Regions from separate parts of the Xenopus tropicalis genome. Here region 2 is linked to region 1. Evidence: chromatin contacts called from public Hi-C data. All regions are on one chromosome and are shown on one strand. The core of a region is the stretch at or near the end of the contact, and the rest is flanking DNA. Distances in the headings are between cores, read along the strand shown. Region 1 holds the start of c5orf63 (glutaredoxin-like protein C5orf63 homolog). Region 2 overlaps marchf3 (membrane associated ring-CH-type finger 3).

The links. Hi-C and Micro-C count contacts between places; a contact is called where the count stands out from the background.
Region 2: a contact with region 1 is called in a Hi-C map of liver, with 5 times the contacts expected there. The contact joins the enhancer-like site here to the promoter of c5orf63 in region 1. A contact is called at or near these places in 5 of 5 Hi-C or Micro-C datasets (brain, gastrula embryo, liver and 2 more).

The regions. Positions count from the first base shown.
Region 1 is chr1:168,083,506-168,087,426 of UCB_Xtro_10.0, reverse strand. c5orf63 (glutaredoxin-like protein C5orf63 homolog) reads right to left here and starts at 2,160. Exons shown (of 4, transcript XM_012968280.3): 1 at 2,069-2,160.
Region 2 is chr1:168,245,963-168,249,883 of UCB_Xtro_10.0, reverse strand. All of the region lies in intron 2 of marchf3 (membrane associated ring-CH-type finger 3), which reads right to left. Among named protein-coding and RNA genes, the nearest start is that of lmnb1, 25 kb to the left of the region's middle. Within about 2 kb of position 1,818, at least 1 of the 11 cell types and tissues checked has an H3K27ac peak or open chromatin away from gene starts, as enhancers often do. A contact at or near this core is called in liver, where this site is marked.

The DNA.
Region 1 (3,921 bases), core at 911-3,410:
TAACAATAGTCAACTCTCCTTAGCCTGCCTTTAGCCTGCATCCTCTACATCCCACAATCCCCTGCACACGTGTTGTCAATAAGCAAAGGTACATCAAAGTGCAATGCATTGTGGGTTATGTTCCTGAATAATAAGCTGTTTGTAAGCTGTGGAGAAGTTGTTACAATTTATAACATCAATGCTTTAATTCCTCCTCCCCATTAGAATTTCAAAACAGAAGGAAAACTGACACAGAAAGAACTGTTTTGCAGCTGGATTTCAGCATATCAAAATTGTATTTATTCATACTTTTAAAAGACCAGATTAGTGATAGATATTAGGGGTTTTTGTGTTGTGTGGGGCTCCTTAACAAATTTTGATTCGGAAGCCAGCATTCCCCTTTAATAAACCACCTGGCTGTATCGGATTCATATATATTATATATATATATATATATATAATATATATAGGAATGTTATATAAACAGGGATTTATGCTAAATATAAATGACCCTGGATTTGTGAGGCTGCAGTATTAACAATGTTACTAACAGCCAGAGGGACTTCCCTTGTGGACAGGAAGATAGTCTCTATTTGGTACATGATGGGTTAATGTAAGGGCTGTACAAATAGCGCTATATTGTTATATACTTATTGTCCTGGTATGTGAGGCAGATCTGCACTCCCACTAGGGTAACAGGATTGATATTCTAAGACACCAAGGCCAGTGAATCACTATGGAATTGTATGCACTGCTTTTCATCATCCAAATAATGCTGCAGCTGCCTGGGACAGTTACAAGAGTAAGAATTGTAATTTGTATATGATCCGAAGGCACAACACAGAGCAGGAGAGTGCCCTGTACAGCTGGGAGTTGTTCTGCATTCCTCTCACACCACGTAGATGATTCACTTACAAGTATGAAATATCTTATGCCTAACTGCAGCAGTTGAACCGCACAACTACGGGCTGCCTGGCAGCCTCCACAGAAAGAATTCCACAGCAGCTGAAGTTAAAACCCAATACTTTTCTGACGTTCCAGCTGTTACAGTTCCCTGTGTCCTAAGCCTGCCTTGGTGGACAATGTATCCTACTGTGCACCCCAGTGCATTTCGCCTAAAGCTAAAAATGATGGTTATTGTCATAGCGATCTACCTGCTTTATTACCAAATGAGCTTTTCATGCCGGTGCCATTGAAGAGATGTTCCTGTGCCACACAAAACTATATTCTACAACAGGAATCAATATTCAACTGGTAGCCCCCAGCTGTTGTTGTACTACAACTCCCACACCACCTTCAAATGATCCAGTGAGCTCAGGATTGTAGTGCAATATTTGAGGGAGGGAAACAGGTTGAAGTGTTCTCTGGGGTCACCATGCTGCTGGGCTAATGCTCCCCAAAGTGTTAGCAACCTCTAATGCCCAATAACACTGATTAAGAGCAGGATTAGGTTATGCCACAATAGCATTATATAGATAGCATCTGATGATTTTGGAAGCACTGGAATAACATGGGAAGTAGAGTATGTGTGAATAGAGGGGAACTGAGAGGGACACAAACATAAGCTGCTCTCAGATCTACTACTAAGATAACAGGAGCCTTTACCCAAGGGCCCTCATTATTAACTCAGAGGTCAGCTGGCCCCTGGCTGGAGTGCCCAAGCACAAGGCAGTAGGACTATACTGATCTAGTCTAGTCATGCCCTATTGTGCCTAAACCCACCCACAATCCACCCAAACTCTGCCCAAGCTGCTGGGGGGATTTGTTTGGATTAAGGGTCTTCCTGGTTTCCTACAGATAAGAAGGATAATTAACTGCGCTGCAGTAATCACGTCCCCGCCATACACGTTTAGGGAACCCCCCCCCCCACCCCGCAGGCTGTGCCACCTGGACTCCTACCCACATGCCAATGCTGTGCCAAGTCCTTATGGCAGGTACAGTGCAGAGACTTCCAAGCCTGTTCGAGGAACTAAGCCAACTGCGCAGTTATAGGGCAAACATGGAGCTACACTGCTCCTTGTATAAGAGAGTAACATGCAGAATCCATGCACAACCCCGCTACCGGCACAGCTCTCCCACCTTCACCCACCGTGTTTCCCGTGCCGGAAATGCCACTGCGCAGACGCCAAGTGCATAAGTCATTTTCAGGCTTCTTCCTGTTAATATAATCAGGGCCGCACTGCCCCCTGGTGTCGAAATTAGCGCGGTTCACTGTTCCGGCATCAAAATGAGAATCGTTTGTTCTTTTGTGTTGCAAAAGGTTTCCGTAGAAGGCGACTATTTAAAGTAAAGCGCTAAAATCTGCAGATGAAATAATGGCATCTCAAAAAGTGCATTGTTAAACAATGGTAGAATGTTAGTTAATACTTTGTAAGTTCCACATCAAGGAGTAGCCCTGGTAAATGATCTTACTGGAATGGCCCTTAGTGATCCAATGGGAACGGTTGTAACATTTCTGAGGGTTTTGGGATAATTACAGTTTCATACTGTACTGAAAAGAGGGACAAAAGACTTGGCCCGCACTGCACTGCAATTTTTGACCACGCCCCAGTTACCACACCCCATTTGTTTTTCAAACAATACTCCTTTTATATAGTTGGTGGAAATGGTGGGATCAGACACAAAATGTGCTATATACTCATACTGTACTACCTAAGGAAAACAACATAGCAACTCCTACATATAAAATACAAATATAGAGAGAAGGCAGTCAGTTATAAGTGAGTTATAATTATGTACCAGTTTTGTCCCCCCATACACAGTGCCCCCAATGGCCCCCATAGACAGTACCCCCATAGAAAGTGCCCCAATTGACCACATAGACAGTGCTCCCAATTGACCCCATAAACAGTGCCCCCAATTGCCCCATAGACAGTAGCCCCCATACACAGTGGCCCCATAGAAAGTACCCCCATACACAATGCCCCCATAGACAGTACCCCCAATACACAGTGCCCCCATAGAAAGTGCCCCAATTGCCCCCATCGACGGTACCCCCTATAGATAATGCCCCTAATTGACCTCAATTACCCTCATTACCCCATACACAGTGCCCCATAGAAAGTACCGCCATAGACAGTGCCCCCATAGAAAGTACCCCCCATACACAGTGTCCCCCATAGAAAGTTCCCCCCATACACAGTGCCTCCATAGAAAGTGCCCCCATACACAGTGCCCCAATAGACACTCCTTCTTCTTCTGCGGCTCCTGCTCCTTATGCGGCTCCTTGTGCGGCGGCGACAGGCTTTTTAATAAGGTTGTGGCCTGTGCATAAATGTGACGTCAATACGCACGGGGCACAACCTTTTAAAAGGGCCTGTCGCCGCTGCACAAGGAGCAGAGCCACACAAGGAGCCGGAGCACCCGTCTCCAGCCAGCGCATCCCGCTGTCCCGCATAGTTCAATGAATGTCCCGCATTTCCGTAATCTATTACAGAAATGCGGGACATTTATTGAACTATCCGGGATAGCGGGATGCTCTATAAAAACCGGAAAAGTCCAGCGGAAATCGGGACAGTTGGGGGGTATGCAGTTTTGCTAATGAAGGTTAAAATTGCCCTTTAAGCTGCAAATCTCAGTTCCCCCAAGAGACCTGTTTAGCTTATTAGTTACAATTGTATCTAAGTGCAGGTGTTGCCTATTGAGTTTTGGCTCTGCCAAAAGTCTACTTATCTAATAAAATTTCAGAAACGTTGTATCTTTTTTGGTGTTCCGTGCAGGGAAAGAGGGACATTTTTCAATAAGAATCTGGGACTGCAGGCTGAGTTGTTAAAATCGGGACTGTTAGGAGGTATGCACATGAACCATTACTGCCGCATTTATTTCCCTATGTGCATTACTCCCACATTTATTTTCCTATGTGCATTACAGCCGCATTTATTTCCCTATGTGTATTACTGCCGCATTTATTTCCCTGTGTGCATTACTGCCGCATTTATTTCC
Region 2 (3,921 bases), core at 569-3,068, 160 kb before region 1:
ACGAGGCGACTGTTACTGGCAAAAGCCTTGGATATCAGTTGTCTCGCCGATCGGACGGGACAAAACATTTTGATTGGGTGCCCAAGCAAAAGCTGCATTTAGGGCTGAATTGTCAGATAGGGGTAGAATTGCTATTGTTTCTACCTCCATATCTGAAATATCTGATTCAGCTCTGAACGCCAATGGAGGGAATGAATGATCTGTACTGGACCAGATCGTAATTGTAATGTGTATGGCCAGCTTGACACTTGCCATTTTCTCTATCTTTTTGTTGTAAGAGTGGAGCCTGGATGCCATGTTATTTGGTGGGGCCGGGGAGCCCTGTGGCAGTGTCGCCCATGATCACCCAGTGTGTTGCCCATGATCACAGTCAGGCCCCTGGCCCCTAAACCACCCAAAGGCAGCTCCTGCAATGCCACTCTGGGGACTGCATCGCTAGTGTAGCAAGCACAACTTTGCTCTCTGCACTGGCAGAGCGCAATTTTCAGTTTACAAAATGAAAATTCTGCTCTTAAAGTTACCAGTAAGTTATTTGCTGCCCCATGTAAGTTTGGGGGTGCTGCCGACTGAAGCAAGCTTCTCAACTCGCCTCATGGCAGCAAAGCCACAGATTCACAGTACAAAAACACAAGGTGCCTACTGAAAGTCGGGGGAGTTAGGAAGGAGAGGTTCCGCTGTGTTTTTCTATGGGATTGCTGGGGAGAAGGAAAGCACAACATTTCATGTGATCTGGACACACATTTCTTGGCAGAATTATCCGTGCTACTTAGCACTTATTTTTTATTTCAAAACATGTTTTTCAGATGACTGAAGCCCATGGTGTTTCAAATCACAGAAAAAGAACCAAATATATGAATTATCCAACCCACATAACTCTTTTTTCTTGTTTAAAAATAATACAACACTGGGGCTCATTTATAAAGCTCAGCACATATTTTTTTCTCAAATGGTTGTTTGCGCTTGTTTTCCCCTAAACGTTCAAATTTTGCACTGCTGCACCCGTCTTTCCTTTTCCTGCAAATCGCAGTGAAATTAGAATTGCGCACAAAAATATATGAATGAAATTGTGACTTTCATGAACATACACTCTGTGCGTGTTTAATATGCGTGAATATATATTTTTCCACCACTAAAAAATGGCATAACTCGGACGCAGAATGTGCACATACATGGGCAGGGCAAATATGTTCACTGTGCAAATAATTCTGCGCTGCACAAATTTTATAAATGTGTTTCTGTGACTGCTGGTCTTCATGTTTTAATTCATATGTTTTTTAAGATTATTTAACTTTCTGTTCAGCAGCTCAAAGTTTGAAATGTCAGCAGTTCTTTGGTTGGTAAAGTCCTATTTACCCTAGTAACCAGACAGGGGTTAGAATTTTACCATGTGTAGAGGTAACCACTAACAATACTGACTTAGTGGAGCACACCCTTTACTCTGAATGCTCTACTAAACTATCCACATTATATCCATTCATCTATCTGTTTAATCTATATTCAAAGAGTGTGTGTACTGAATTACAGGACCCAGAGGATAAAACGTTCAAACTTTTCCAATTTTTTCACCCCCCAATTTTATTATATGTTGTTGTTATATATATTTAGAAGCTGTATATCATATAATAACAGCCCCAGACATCACTGCTCGGAGAGGTTGGCTAATACTGAACATTTTAGAAGCACTAATGACCCGTTTCTTTTGCAACAATTATGTAATTTGAAAAAACACTTTTGCTCACATTTCCTAGTGCGTATAATATCCTATTGCTAAACTGATTTTTTTTACAAGAGCATCACAAGCACTGTGTGTGCAATAGAATAAAAGTGTATGCAAGCTGCACTCGGGCAACTCCGCACATCCTTCTGATTGCCCGCTAGGCTACTATTTTATTCATTTGCATCTACATTTTTCTTTAATAAATCCCAGGATTTTCAGCCATTTCTGCCTAGTGCAGGATACAGAGAGTTGTGAGATTGTACTTCAGTGCATAATTCTTCAATAAATAAGCATATTGCCATCCTGTAAATGAATATGTCTCTATTGATTCTATGAATATTTTATGAATATATTTATAAACACCGTCATGTTATCCTTAAGTGCAGCCCATTAGCAGCACTTGAATCCTCTAACTGGTTACACACCATTGGGACGTTGGTGGATCCTGGCAGTGGATGTACGATAGGCCGGGAGGAGCTGCACTTCTGGAGAGATAATGTGTATTTAACTGCACTTTTCAAGGGTAATTAAACATAAAATTAAACTTTTTGCATGAGATGCACAATCAATAATGATACTATAACGCTCCTGTGGAGTTACTAATTAGTGTTCCTAATCAGCTCTGATGGATGCAGCAGCCCTCACTGGTTTCAATGCTGTGTTTTTGCTGAATGAATTACTGATCATACCTACTCATTGCTGATGGATTGCACACAAAGTGGGAACCCTATTCTTTTCTGCCATATCCAACACAAAGGTGCACACACACACTCATTATATAATACTAAACTGAACATTATTTAAAATCTTAGTTAACATTATTCTTATGGGATCTGGTCATGCAGAGTAAGGTTTTACAGGTATGGGACCTGTTATCCACAATGCTCAGGACATGGGGTTTTCTGTAGTTTGGATCACCATATCTCAAATCTACTAAAAATTATTTAAATAATAATTAAACCCAGAAGGATTGTATTGCCCCCAATAAGGATGATTTGTATCTTATCAAAAGCAAGGGAAAATTGTGTTCACCACTAAATTTTTTATCATTAGGCTCAGGGTCCAATAAGGCTGCGACCACAAAATTTATACAGACAACAACAAGAGATCCTCTGCACTCACCCATTATCAATATATATTAGGACATTAAGACATTCTGTGCATTAAGCTACCAAGAAATGCCCTCCCCTTTAAGCAAAACAGGGGTTGTTTGTCCATATATTGCAATATACTGCTGGCCAACTACGTCAAAGTCATCCCCAGTCTGGCCAACACAATTTTGTGGTCACAACCTCATTGCACCCCTGAATAATGGTTAAAAATTTAGTGGTGAGCATAACTTTCCCTTGTTTGCTATAATTTATACAGGACCAGTGGCCAGCTCCATGTTGTAACTTCCCTTCCAAGCTACAGTCAGGTGATCGCAGTGGAGCCAATAAAAGGCCAACCATTTGGGGGGTTTTACCTTGAAAGCAAGCAAGTTGCAGGTAAAACTTAGTCCCTTTGTTAAATGCATATTGATGCAGTAGAATTCTTAATGAATCAAATAATTGTGAGTGTAGGACTGGCCAGACTGTAGTTTTATTTTGACTACAATTTTCCTCGGATATTTAGCTTACCATTTCTTTTCTTGCCCAACTTTTTTGCCAAGCCTGAAATGGCAAAAACTATCATAGCCTATGGGCCAAAATGTGTAAAAAAAATGTTTATCTATGGACCCTATATATATCACAAGATAAATATTTCCATGGTATCTTCAAACTTGGCAAGAATAATATGCTTTTGTGTTTTATGCAAGAACAATTTTTCTTGCTAATAACAAAGCTCTAAAATACAAACATTTTACACCGCCGCTTGCACCAACTTTCGCTATAGGCTGCCCTTTAACAGTCATTATGCACTGGGAAATACATAATGCACTATTCTGCACCAAGGCTTAAAATGTATTTAAGCTTTTATTTGTCCTTTTAGCTTTAGTAGTAGCTCTATTTGTTAGTCTTGAACTGTGTACATTCAAGTGACCTATTTCATAGGCTCTCTCTCTGCAGTAGGAAAAATCATCTGACCCAGTCTGACACTGAGCGGTATTCAGCACTACTCGTCAGCAGAGCATTATAAGCATAAGGTAGAAGTCATGTATATATATATATATATATATATATATATATATATATACATACACACACCTGTGCTGTAACACTACA